Regions from separate parts of the Mus musculus genome. Here region 1 is linked to region 2. Evidence: chromatin contacts called from public promoter capture Hi-C data. All regions are on one chromosome and are shown on one strand. Each heading gives the region's core, a stretch centred on a gene start, on an enhancer-like site or on the middle of the called end of the contact. The rest is flanking DNA. Distances are from core to core; before and after follow the strand shown.

Region 1 (6,361 bases), core at 1,812-4,311, about 50 Mb after region 2:
GACCACACCCCCAACCCCCACAACACACACATCAATCAATGAAGACATGTGTCATAGGCTGTGTCCACAGGCCAATCTGGTAGGGACAATTTCTCAACTGAGGTTCCCTCTTCCAAAATGTCTCTAGCTTACATCAAGTTGACATAAAATCAGCCAGCACATTTAGATTCTTGTCTTCTGAGTTTACATACCCAAGTTTCTCCTCAAAGGAATTTTCTGGGCCTGTGACAAAGATGAAGGGAGTTGAGGCAGAGCCTTCTTCCCAAAGCTGGTGCCAAATCCTGTGACTTCAGCTCTGGGGGGTTCAGGCCCCTGACCCAAACAGCCTGTGAGAATAAAACTGATTAACTCGAACCCCAAGGAGAAGAAGCCTGTTGTGCGGGCTCAGTCCCTGTCCCTCAGAGGAGACTACTAGATCTAGGGCCTTACCAGACACTTTCTGCTCTGGGGATTTTCTAGCCACCACGGTGGCACCGGTGGCACCGGGTGCCCAGGCCAACCCAAGGGACAGCAGGACTCCACACTACCACCAGGGGGCAGTTCTGCCGAGCTCCTACATTGCAAGGATAACCACCAGCTGCTTTCTTGGTGCGCGCTTTCAGGCCAAGGAGTGGGGGATGGGAGTGGGGATGGCTCTTGGTTCCAAATGGCTGTCCTGCCCACCTCTGGGAAAGATTTCTGGCCCCTGTACTAGCTTGAGGGGATGGGATGGGATGGGATGGGATGGGATGGGATGGGATGGGATGGGATGGGATGGGGGACTTTCCATCCTTGGAGAAAAGACAGGGAGTCAGGAGATTCTGAGAGCTAGGGACCAGGAAGGCAGAAAGAGGATGAGCAAGGCACGAATTCCCAGCAAGGTTTCCAGGCTGGGAAATTTCTGGACTGAACAGCTAAGGGGCTATAGGTACCTTAACTAAAGCAAACAAAACTGGTGGAGTGCCCAAAGATGGCTTTAGTGAAGCTCACTCAAATCTCTGGTTACCTGTTCTGTACCTTCATTGATCCCAGTGTGTTGAGGTGGTCTGTCAAATCCAGCAAATCCCCACATTCCTCGCCCCCCGCCAGTGACTTTAAGGTAATTTACCACGTTTCCCCAAACATTTCCAGGAAACAGCCCTTTAACCCTTTGGGGGCGATATTGCAAACGGAACATAAGCTCTCAACTCCCAGACCCTTCTAGGACAGACAAATTGCAAATCTTGAGCAGAGAGATTTTCCTCTAACGTTACTAATAACCTGCGAACAATTCTTCTTGTATTCCATCTTCAAATACGTTTGTACGCAGCAGCCCTCAGCACTGCGAAAACCATAGTGTTTATTTAGATATCGGGCAAGCACTAATAAAACTTAAACTTTTGATGTAAAAGTGGACTCCTTGGTTAGGACGCCTGTCTGCATCAACAAAGCATTCGCTGCCTGATTAATGTTGGCGCAGGTTAATCAGAGCCCATTACAATAATTAGATGGTCCAGTCATACATCAAATGAGAGGCAATGAAAATCAACGCGTTCAGATCGCAAGGCATTCTCATAGATCTTTTAAAGATCTCTAGTAGACTTTACAGACCATTTACAAGTGGAACTGGTGGTTACCCATTGGAGAAAACGAAATCTGATTTGAAAAGAAGTATTAGATGGGGCAACAGCTTATTTTTGTGATGAATACCAGTTAGAACAAGTCACTTCAGGAAGTAAGAAACACTTGGTTGATACAATGACACACAGAGCATTTGAGATTGTTCCTAGAGAAAGCCATTGAATTTTTATTCAGTTCTTGGCAAATGGCGATTTTAACCAGAAAGTTAAACTGGTAAGGCAAAGTTCCCTATTTGAAATCGAAACATCTCAGAAAAGGCAAACATCCAGAAAGCTAGGCTATCAAAATGAATTCGGATTACACAATTATTCGGATTTCCCGCCAGCCAGAACAAAACATTTAGCTGGTGGTAAACACAGGTGACCTTAAAACAGAATAATACTTTAATCATCCCTATTAGCTTGCCACTTGGAAGAAAAATGAATCGAGTGGAGTTGCATCCTGCATTTAAAATTTAAAAGTCGGGTTTTTTTTTAAAAAAAAGAGTATAAAAAGCATTTAATGTATTTTCCAAAATAAAAAATTGATCTCAAAGTTCATCTTTGCTACTGTCCTTTCTACTATCAATCCTTCCGGAACAACACTGTGTGTAAGTTATAATAATTCCAGTATTTAGAAAGTAGTGTGAAATGCTCCTTTAGAAATACCTTTTATTGAAAAGTATAGCGCTCTTTTTCCTAACATCTCAACAGTGTTTGAGTTGCTGCTATGTGTAATTTCTGTGTGTGTTTGGGTTTTCATTACAATTTTCTATTTCTTTTCCTCATTCAACCATTGCTTGCTCTATTCCCATGGAATTTGTGAGATGCTCTCATTAGAGTGGCTTAGTTTAGCTGTCAAGTCTCTAGGGCATTCAATTGCAGATAAATGACCAAAACGCCAGCCTAACCGCATTTTTATTAACAGATGGCGGAAAACAAACGTCTTTGGAGAAGAACCGAAGGGAAAGGGTTAAAGGGTCAATAAACAATTATTACCGTGCTCAAAATGGGGGATTTTTCATCAGATTCCACAGGCGGAGACTGGCCCAGTCCAGAGAGCTGGGACACCCTACCAGACTCCCTCGCTCAATATTCCAGTGAGCACCTCACACATAGAGCAGTTGTCCCCAGTGGGATGACTCCTACAGGCCACTGGGTTGTCCAATCGAAGCGTCCCCGGAGCGCTTGAGATTAGGGTTGAGGGCTAATCCGGGAGAATAAGGCTGGGGGTTTGAACTCCTGTAGCTCTCGGGTCGGCTCGCGGCTGGCTAGGGTGGGATTCAGGATAGCCAATATCTTGGCAAGAAATAGTGGGCTTCAGTCTCCAACTCTTGCTGCTGCCCCTCCTGCGGGTGAACTTTCTCTTCCTACACGCCGATTCCCTCGCCTTTCTTTTCCTTCCCTGGGCCGCGCTCTGACGTGCACACCATGTGACAGGCCCCCTTCTGCTATAAGCACAGACAAGGTCCGCCCTCTTCTGGACTCAGCCCTGGCCTTGCCGAGCTCCGTTTCTAGATTCTCACTCCTCCCGCGCCCTTCTGGGCGCCCGACACCGACTGGCCCGCCAGGGTCCAGCCACCCCCTCCTGGACTAACCGGGCTAAAGGGACCACAGTGGAAAAGGTCAAGTCTAGAGCGCCCGCCACCCGGTGCCCGCCGAGCCGGGGAGCGCAAACACCTCGCACAGCCCTGCTCGCCAAGTAGCGGAGCGGAGCGGCCCCAGCCACCTCCTGCAGCCGCGCGTCGCAGAGTGGCGTCCTCGCTCCGGGTCCGCCGCTCCGGGATCGGCCTGGGGAGGCCAGGGAGCCGGGAGCCCGGTGCCCCTATGTGCCGCCGCGCCACCGCGCCGCCCCAGCTATGACCCTGAGCACGGAGATGTCCGATGCCTCCGGCCTCGCGGAGGAGACAGACATCGACGTGGTGGGGGAGGGCGAGGACGACGAGGAGGAGGAGGACGATGACGACGAGGGCGGCGGCGGCCGCGGCGGCGGCGGGTCCCGGTTGCCGAGCTCGGCCCAGCGGCGGAGGCGCTCTTACGCCGGGGAGGACGATCTCGAGGACCTGGAGGAGGAGGACGACGATGACCTGCTGCTGGCCTCCCGGCCCGCCGCGTCCCCCGCGCCTCCGGGTCCTGCGCCCGCCCCGGGGACCGGGTCGGGCGGCTGCAGCGGCGCCGGAGCGGGAGGCGGCGCGGGAGGTGGTACGGGCGCGGGCACGGGCGGGGGCGCTAAGAATCCGCTGGTGAAGCCGCCCTACTCGTACATCGCGCTCATCACCATGGCCATCCTGCAGAGCCCCAAGAAGCGCCTGACGCTCAGCGAGATCTGCGAGTTCATCAGCAGCCGCTTCCCTTACTACCGGGAGAAGTTCCCCGCTTGGCAGAACAGCATCCGTCACAACCTGTCGCTCAACGACTGCTTCGTCAAGATCCCGCGCGAACCGGGCAACCCGGGCAAGGGCAACTACTGGACGCTCGACCCGGAGTCCGCAGATATGTTCGACAACGGCAGCTTCCTGCGGCGCCGCAAGCGCTTCAAGCGCCAGCCGCTACTCGCTCCCCACGCGGCGGCCGAGGCGCTGCTGCTGCGCGGTGCGGGGCCGGCGGCGGGCGCAGGGGACCCGGGCGCCGCGCTTTTCCCGCCGCCGCCGCCACCGCCCGCCTGCGGCTACGGAGCCTACGGCTGCGCCTACGGCCTGCAGCTGCCACCCTGCGCGCCGCCCTCCGCGCTCTTCGCTGCCGCCGCCGCGGCAGCCGCCGCCGCCTTCCATCCGCACTCGCCCCCGCCGCCTCCTCCTCCTCCGCCGCCGCCTCCCGGTGCGGCCGCCGAGCTGGCGCGGACCGCCTTCGGCTACCGGTCACACGCGCTGGCTGCCGCCCTGCCCGGCCCTTTGCAGGCGGCCGCAGTCAAGGCGGGAGGCCCGGGCGCCGCAGCGCTCGCACGCTCGCCCTTCTCCATCGAGAGCCTCATCGGGCGCACTCGGGGTCCCGCGGCCGCCGGGGCGCACGTCTCGTCCGGGGCCGCCAGCGGGACCGCCCCGGGACCCGGGGGCGGGGGTTGCGCAGTACAGGCGGCTGCTGGTCCCGCCGTCGCGCTCACCCGCTCGCTCGTGGTCGCCGCCGCGGCCGCCGCCTCCTCCGTGTCCTCGTCCGCCGCGCTGGGGACTCTGCACCAAGGGACAGCGCTGTCCAGTGTGGAGAACTTTACTGCTAGGATTTCCAATTGTTAGGAACGTCGTTAGCGCGCGGGAGAGCGAAGGTAGGACTCCCGGCTTCTTTCTCCGGATGGGGGGGTTGGTTTCGTTCGCCCCTCCCGGTCCTCGGAGACCCCGCGCCCCCCATTTTCGCCGCTTCGGATTCTTGGACCAGACTGTGTTGGGCGACAGCTGGGGCGCCGCGCAGTTTAGCTCAGAGGGTCCATCTATTTATGCAAAATCGCCCTATGCTGCAACCCTGACTTGGGGTGGGAAGGAGGGGAGTCGCTCTGTCTTGGCACTAGGAATTTCCTTGACTTTTGACAAATTGAGAAAAAACAAAACAAAACAAGCAAAATCATCAAAACTAAGCCCTTTTTGAGGTGTAGAGATTCTCAGGTCCAGGCGTTTTAAAAAATCAGTAATGTTTAAATGCAGCTTATAGAAAACCAGTAAAAGTCTCCAAGAAATGCCTCTACTTGTTCACACTTGTTTGGTAGACTTTTTTCATGGAAAGAAAAAAAATTAACATGTTTACACAAGAAATAAGTCGAAATTTACCATTTCCTATTTTTAACCTGTGTTTTGTATCATAATGGACATGCGGAATTTTTATTTTGTACTTACTACGTATTCTTTGCAAGGAGTATTGTAAATTTTACTGGCAATTATTATTGTACTATTCTAATGTAAGATTTTTACACTTTTTTTCAGAAATAAAATGCTTAATTTTCAAAGAAAAGCCACCTAAGTAATTGGCTGAATTGTCCCTTTCTTAGTTTCTTTTCTGTTAAGAAGAAAAAGGTGGAATAGATGAGTCTGAACTCAGTCCAGGATCTACTTAAATAGTACTTTCAAAGAAAGACTAACAAAACCGGGATACCATGCTGCCACAGTTCTTCTTCATTTAAACTTTCCAAGTCAAAGCCATCCGCTGCACAGAACTTGTTTTTAGTGACAGCAAATGAAAGCCGTTACTTTGCTAGATAATTCCAAGTCCAAGCTTTGTCCATCTTTGAGATCAGGGAGATGGTTTAGTCATTCTAAGGTAATTTAACAGGAGTATTCGATTTTATTTTCAAAATTCTCGAGTTAATTTCTGCTCACTTATCAGCAAGATGTTGTAAAAAAAAAAAATGCTCAAACACTATGTTAAACTGTGATGGAAACAACACAAGCAGGGCCGGTCTCTGGGTTTACAATTTTAACAGCAAAAAGAGATGAGGAGATTATCTGTTTAAAAGCGTAAAGGTTCTGGATAAGCAAATATTTACATTTATAACATGAATTGTATATGAAAGTTCTGGTCTTTAAGGTAAAAGCGAGTCCAGGAATTATACAAATGAGTTCTGAGTGCAAAGGCAAGATGCCTGGGATTTTGGCTTAAAATGAATAACCCAAGCGCAAGAGAATTTGTCAACTTTAACAGGGTATGTGGTTCAAAGATTTAAAGATGAAAGTACCTGGGTGTTTACAGAACTAAATAAACAATTTGGGTGATTTAGGGCATCCCTTTTCAAATTTTAAGGCTTTCAGTGCTGATTAGATTCAACTTATAGTTCCTTGCAAAAGCTGAGGCTAGTCTTGGTT
Region 2 (6,490 bases), core at 2,289-4,788:
GAAAGTTGTTTGGCCCACAGAAGTTTTAAGAAATCTTCCTTCCAGACACCCGGGGTCCCAAATTCAATTTGCTGAATGAGATACAGATCGGTTGCAAGTGGGAAAGTAGACAAAAAAGAAATCTTCAAGGTTTAGGGAGGCTTGGAGGGGAGCCCCACTTAGAAGCCCCCTGAGGCTGGTGGCTGAACTGGCTTTGGGTTGCTCCATCTGCTTAGTGGCATAAGGGACTACCACTTCCCGGTTAGATTGCCTGCAGAATTCCTTCCCTCTTGGAGGTGCTTTGGAAAGAAACTGCAGCTGGAAGCGGTGCGCGTTGAAACCTCACATCCCTGCTCTGGGGTTCAGCTGTGACCCATCCCTCCCTTCTAACCTGCCACAGCCAGCTGAAGCCCCGGGGTCTTCCGGGTTCGCAAGTGGGAAATGGGACGGGTTCCGCGTACAAGGGTCCCCTCTTGGCGGAAGAAACTGCGCCAAGGATCTCCTGCGGCCTGGAGTCCTTCGTTGCTGGGCCACCCGGGAGGGTGGCTGGCCTGGGACGCTGAGGTCACCTTTTCCACCGTGCCTGCCTCTCCCAGAGCGGCCAGTTTCCGGGATTTTAGTTTAGGCGACAGGCGGGAGGCCCTGGCGGGCTTTAGGCTTAGGACTCAGTGGCTGCGCCTCTAGTGGGGACTTCCCTTCGTCCTGTGCCGTCCAAGTGGAAGGGGGAACCCCTTTCCTTGTGAACTAACCCCTTTCCAGCCAGCCAATGCAGAATTCCTAAACAAAGGATCCCTGAAGCCATTTCTTCGCAATTTTTTTTTCGCCTAAAAGGGGTTTATTCGCAGGTTTGCTTTAGGGTCCCTCTGGACTTTGAGAAGAATGTAGTTTGAAAAGGATGCGTCAGGGGCTCGAGCTTAAAGAGGGCATGGGGCATCGGGGCATAGCCTGGCTCTGAGCCTTTGGTGCCAGGCTAAGCTTTTAGTCCTTGGGGCTTCATTCCCAGCAGGCAGGAATCACTGCAGGCATTCGGCCTGGGCGGCTTGAAACAGTCCTGGCCAGCGTCCAAGGAGCTGGAGGGTGTGTGTGGGAGGGGGAGAGGCGCACCTGTGGAATGGAGTGGGGGTGGGGTCTCTTTCTAGAATTAAGACCTTCATGCCAGAAAAAAATGAGCCTCCTCTGTTCAGCTTGACCTTAAACTCCTTCCTGGCAATAAAAACAGAGCTGTTGACTGGATATCGACAATAGGAATGAGTGGTCTTGGTAGCTCAGACCCATTTCCAGGATCAACCTTGCGTTTTGGGGAAACCTGGCTGAAATTGGAAGGAAGGCGCATAGTGTTCAAATACAGGGTGGCTTCTGTCGGGATCAAAATCAGAGAAGATAGGATGGGAGCTGGCTGGGACTCCTCCCCAGTAGAACCCATTCCAAGCTATACTCCTTCCGATGCCCAAGAGGAAGTGGAGGGGCCTGATGTTGAGCCCTCCAGGGATGGACAGAGTGGAAGCAGTATAGGCAGAAAGGCCTTTGTTCTGGTATAGGTATGGTACCTAGAAAGCCGCTTCTACTCACTGGAATGCCTGAACCAGTCCTTGGATTGAGTTGTATTGAGAAAGGAGGTTGTTGGCCAAGATTCCTATGTCCTGAGTAGACACCGACTTTCCTTTCTGTTCAGTGGGAAGATGCCCATTGCCACTCTGTCTCTGATATGTGTGCGGGTGGTCTTAGTGGGTCCTGTATCACCCTTCTAAAGAGTTATTTTGGTTACCTGATTATCCCCTTTCAGGAGTCTAAAGCAACGGGAAGCCACTAAAGACTGCTTCCCTTCAGTCCTGATGGTGGTCTCCTGACTCAGAAAGTCGCTGCACATTTGGCTGAGCTGTAGCAATGAGCTTTGGGGGGGGGGGGTCTGCATCTCAGCAGAACATTTGGAAAGATGCCCTTTGTCCCCTTCCCAGGCTCAATGGTCAAAGGCTATTGGTCATTTCTTAGTGTCCCGGATGCTACAGTCCAGTAGGCTTCTGAGCCCTCCACCCCAACCCCGTCAGCAGGCAGAAGAAATTATTTCAACTTGGAGAGTTGGGATATAGTGTGATGAACTCAGTTTCCCAGCAGTGAGGGCTTAGGCTCTGTGGAGAGCATTCGTGGGAAGTAGGAGTGGCTTAAAACATGGAGTCCAGTCTAGGAAGGCTGGACAGGGTGGAGACAGAACCCAAGACTCCTGAGAGAGGCAGATAGGAAATACAGCAAGTCCTCTCCTAGCCTCCTGAGGACACCCTACCCTTCTTGCTACCCCTGAACAGCTGGCATGGGTCACCCTGGGTATAGAAAAGTCTCACCTTCCATCCCCACAAACTCCCTGGAGCCAAGAGTCAAGTCTTCCAGACTTGAGACAGCTCAGAAACTGTCAGTGCCAAGACTCAAAGAGGCACACTCAACAGAGGTTAATTTGGGGAGAGAAAAAGAGAATGATCTAACAGCCCCATCTTTAGTCCTGTGAGAGACTGGAGGCTCAGAGATGGAGCTAGGTCCCCAGACTCTCAGAGTATTCCATGATCCCCTGCCTCAAAGTTCATCCAGTGACAGTCTTTCCCCTTTTTATTCATCTGCCCTTATTCTATCCCTTGCTCTAAGTAAACATAACTCAGCCCACTAAGTCTGGTGGTTGCCAGAGAAAATGTGTCCAGGTAAGCTTAAATTAGAAATTTAGGTAAATCCTAGTTGGAGAATCTTTTTTTTTTTCTCCCAGGGTAGCTTCAGAGATTTGAGATCAAAATGGTAAACTGAGGTTGGGGTGGACAGGGAAGGGGGGGAAGTGGTGCACAGGCATGGTCACCACCCTGCGAGTTACACCCCGGTGTATTGCACTGGATCCCTACAGCATCTCGCAGACCTGGGAAAGCTGTTTAAGGCTACCCCTTTCCCAGCTTGGCTTTTGCCCCTCCTCCTCACCACCACTCCAGCCCCTCCCCATCCCACCCAGTCCGCTGGCCTTGCTGCTGTGCCCTCCCCGTGCCCTCCTGCACCTCTGGGGCTCTCTCCTCTCTACGTCTCGGCGCACTCACGTCTAAGAGGCGTCTTGGACACCTTCACATCACTGCCTAGGATCCTGCGTGGTCCTTGCTGTCTGTCTTCAGACTTTTTCACGCCTCTCATTCAAGATCCTCGGTTTGCCCATCTCCGCAGTGTCCTATCCTCAGGGCTGTCCTCTTGGGCGAGCTCTCCTCTTTTTCCCTTGGTCCCGGCCTGCGAGCCCCTATCCCGGGCTCTTTCCCTCCTTCCCTCCTCTCAACCTCCTTTCCTCCCTCCTGGGTCCCTCCCTCCGGCTGGGCCTAGTGGGTGGGGGGCGGCAGCGCGGGGCGGGGCGGGGCAGGGCGGGCGGGGCAAGGCAGTGACGCGGGGCTGGCCAGGCTAGAGGCGCGGCGGCGCGGGGCGGGGACGCAGTCCCGGGTCCGACTGGCCGAGCCCCGCGCGCCCCGCCCGCGCCCTGCGCCTCCGCCCGGCCAGCCGGCGGGGGAGGGGGCATGAGCCGGCGCCCGCGCGCCGCCGCGAGCTGCGGGCCGGCCTAGAGCCCCGCGCGGGCCCCGCGCCGGAGCTTAGCCGCCGTCGCTTCCTAGCCGCGGGCGCATCCCCGGGAGCCGCGATGCAGCGGCCAGGGGAGCCGGGAGCCGCGCGCTTCGGTCCGCCCGAGGGCTGTGCGGATCACCGACCGCATCGCTACCGCAGCTTCATGATCGAAGAGATCCTCACTGAGCCTCCGGGGCCCAAGGGCGCAGCGCCCGCGGCCGCCGCTGCCGCCGCGGGCGAGCTGCTCAAGTTCGGCGTACAGGCGCTGCTGGCCGCCCGGCCCTTCCACAGCCACCTGGGTACGTGCAGCGGCCGCCGCGCAGAGGACTGGGCTTGGCGGGCGGGTGGGAGTCGGAGACCTGGGGTTGTCCGTAATTCATCCTCTTTCTCCCCTGTTTCTGGAGCGACCTGGGATGCAGCTCAGCGCAGGCCCGAGGCACCTACCTCTCTTCGCGCACTCCAACGGGAAAGTGGAGGGTGCGAGCAATGAGCTAGGCAGAAACCAGGCCTTGTGTCCTCGCGTCAGACCAGAAGAGAGTTTGTCTTCTGCTTCAGGGCGGCTTCGAGTTTTTTCGAATCGGGTGATAGGCGAGGCCAGGAGCCAGAGACCGCATCCCTATGGTTGCTACAAAATCAATCTACCGAGCACTCTGGATCAAAATGACTTCAAACCAGGGGAAGCCTGAGTTTCGCGGTAGGGTTGGCTGGGCATAACAGTAGCTGCCCAGACTGGGAAAGCTCTGGAGAAGAGGGTCGTGTCGCATAGTGTTGGATGCCCAAGCCATCCAGGAGCCTTTCAGAACCCCGTGCTTTCCAGTCAGCAACCGACCGAGGCCTGTGCTGCGGCCAGGGTCTCCGTAGGCCTTGTTTGAGGGAAAGAGGCCTGGTTGTGATCCGCTGCCCAGTTGGTCCTTCCATCCCGAGATCTGCTGGGCTTTCGTGCGTCTTGAAGCACTTGCTCAGATCTTTTCTGTCTCCGTCTTGTCTCTTGGGAGATTGTGAGGCAGTCTGCCCTGTACTGCATCTCGGCTTAGGGCTTAGTGACTCTCTTTGGTTGACCTCCTTCCTAGCCTTTTGGTAAAGTGGATCTGTCTCCCCTCTACCTCTCCCCCTCCGCAAGATTCTCTTCCCACTTCCTGCTATGTTTTCTATGCTCCCCTTACCCTGATGGTTCTCAGCCAGGCAGATCCATCCTTTCCAGTATCTCTTTTAGGAGAAGCCTACCAGGAAAGGAAGCGTCCAATATAGACTCCAGCTCAGCTAGCGGCCTCCGGAACCGGCCCCAGATTCTGTCCAGTCTTGGTAGCAGCCAGTCCAGTTTGCCTCTTTGATGTTCATCTGGTTCACAGCCTCTCTGCTGCCGTTCACTATAAAAGGACTCTGTTGTTGGCAATTCGTTTGAAGCGGGCAAACAGCCGATTTAGGGCTAAAGAACATGGAGAGGTCTTCATGCTTCTTGGGGGGAGGGGGTCTGAACAGAGGAAACAAGAAAGACAATTTTCAGGTTCAAAGGATGCTTTGGTGACCCTTTCCTCGCCAATGTCCAAGCCTCAGCCAGTGATGTAGGTACAGCGCCCAGAAAAACAAATGCTCACATTCCACAACGTTCTTTTCCCAATGCAAAAGCTCCCCCACCCCCGCCCCCGCTTCCAAATTCACCCGTTTCTTCTTAGTTTCTCTTTTTCACGAAAGGCATACTCTATGTCCTCGGAGCAGCGAACTTGCTCTAAAGCATCCTGAAATCTCGGAGCCTACTGGCTCATGGGGACTCCAAAAAAGAGCAAAGGATGCGAGGGATACTCTTTTCTAGACTCCTCGGGATAGCTACCTGAAGGAGGGTCGCCCAGGATGCTGGGTTTAAATCCCCAGGGAGTGGCTGGTTCGGGCTCCCAAACGCAGCAAAGCGCTGTGGCGTGGGAGGCTGGAATCCAGTTCACCCAGATCTTTCTCTCTTCTCTCTCTCCCCTTCTCTCTTTGCTCTGTAGCGGTGCTGAAGGCTGAGCAGGCCGCAGTGTTCAAGTTCCCACTGGCGCCGCTCGGCTGCTCCGGGCTGGGCTCGGCGTTGTTGGCCGCCGGGCCTGGGATGCCCGGCCCCGCAGGCGCATCGCACCTGCCGCTGGAGCTGCAACTCCGCGGGAAGCTGGAAGCAGCTGGCTCTGGTGAACCTGGCGCGAAAGCCAAGAAAGGACGCCGGAGTCGCACCGTATTCACTGAGCTGCAGCTGATGGGGCTGGAGAAACGCTTCGAGAAGCAGAAGTACCTCTCTACCCCTGACAGGTAGTGCCGGGCAAGACTGGGCTCGAGGGAAGGGTAGGCAGGTGGTGGCCTGACCCGCTGAGGGTGTGCGTTACTCTTTCCAGAATAGATCTAGCTGAGTCCCTGGGCCTGAGCCAGTTACAGGTGAAGACGTGGTATCAAAATCGGAGGATGAAATGGAAGAAAATAGTAAGTGTGGCTGGTGGCTTCCTGCGGGCTGGGGTTTCCTGGGCTTTGTCCTTGGTGTCCTCCAAGAAATACCTTCCCGCCCTCCTCACACTAAGACTTCTGCCCATCCCATCCCGTGAACTGCTGTGTCTGCTTGGGTTCATTAGGACAGAACCCCCATCCCCGGCACCTCCTGGCAGCTTCTAACTCCTCCATCTTCCGCTCGTTCTCCTCAGCAGTTCTTTAAACCTCCACCGTTTCTTTAGGGCCTAGAGTCACTGTGATGCCGTGGTTGGGCCCTGGGCATCCGGTGGTCCTTGATCGGATTCTTTCCTCACCTAGTACTGTTCATTCACGGAACAGGTGCTGCAAGGTGGCGGCCTGGAGTCCCCCACCAAGCCCAAGGGACGGCCCAAGAAGAACTCCATCCCCACGAGCGAGCAGCTCACGGAGCAAGAGCGTGCCAAGGAGACAGAGAAGCCAGCGGAGACGCCGGGCGAGCCCAGCGACCGAAATTGCGAGG

What was found. Promoter capture Hi-C pulls out the DNA fragments that hold promoters and counts their contacts.
Region 1: a promoter capture Hi-C map of embryonic stem cells shows a contact between it and region 2. The contact joins the promoter of Foxd1 here to the promoter of Barx1 in region 2. A contact is called at or near these places in 3 of 39 promoter capture datasets (cranial neural crest, embryonic stem cells and frontonasal cranial neural crest).

The regions. Positions count from the first base shown.
Region 1 is chr13:98,351,184-98,357,544 of GRCm38.p6, forward strand. Foxd1 (forkhead box D1) reads left to right here and starts at 3,062. Exons shown (of 1, transcript NM_008242.2): 1 at 3,062-5,522. The coding sequence starts at 3,437. The coding sequence ends at 4,807.
Region 2 is chr13:48,659,498-48,665,987 of GRCm38.p6, forward strand. Barx1 (BarH-like homeobox 1) reads left to right here and starts at 3,539. Exons shown (of 4, transcript NM_007526.4): 1 at 3,539-3,842; 2 at 5,529-5,820; 3 at 5,904-5,988; 4 at 6,331-6,490. The coding sequence starts at 3,620. Gm36606 (a long non-coding RNA gene) reads right to left here and starts at 3,295. Exons shown (of 4, transcript XR_382336.3): 1 at 3,042-3,295.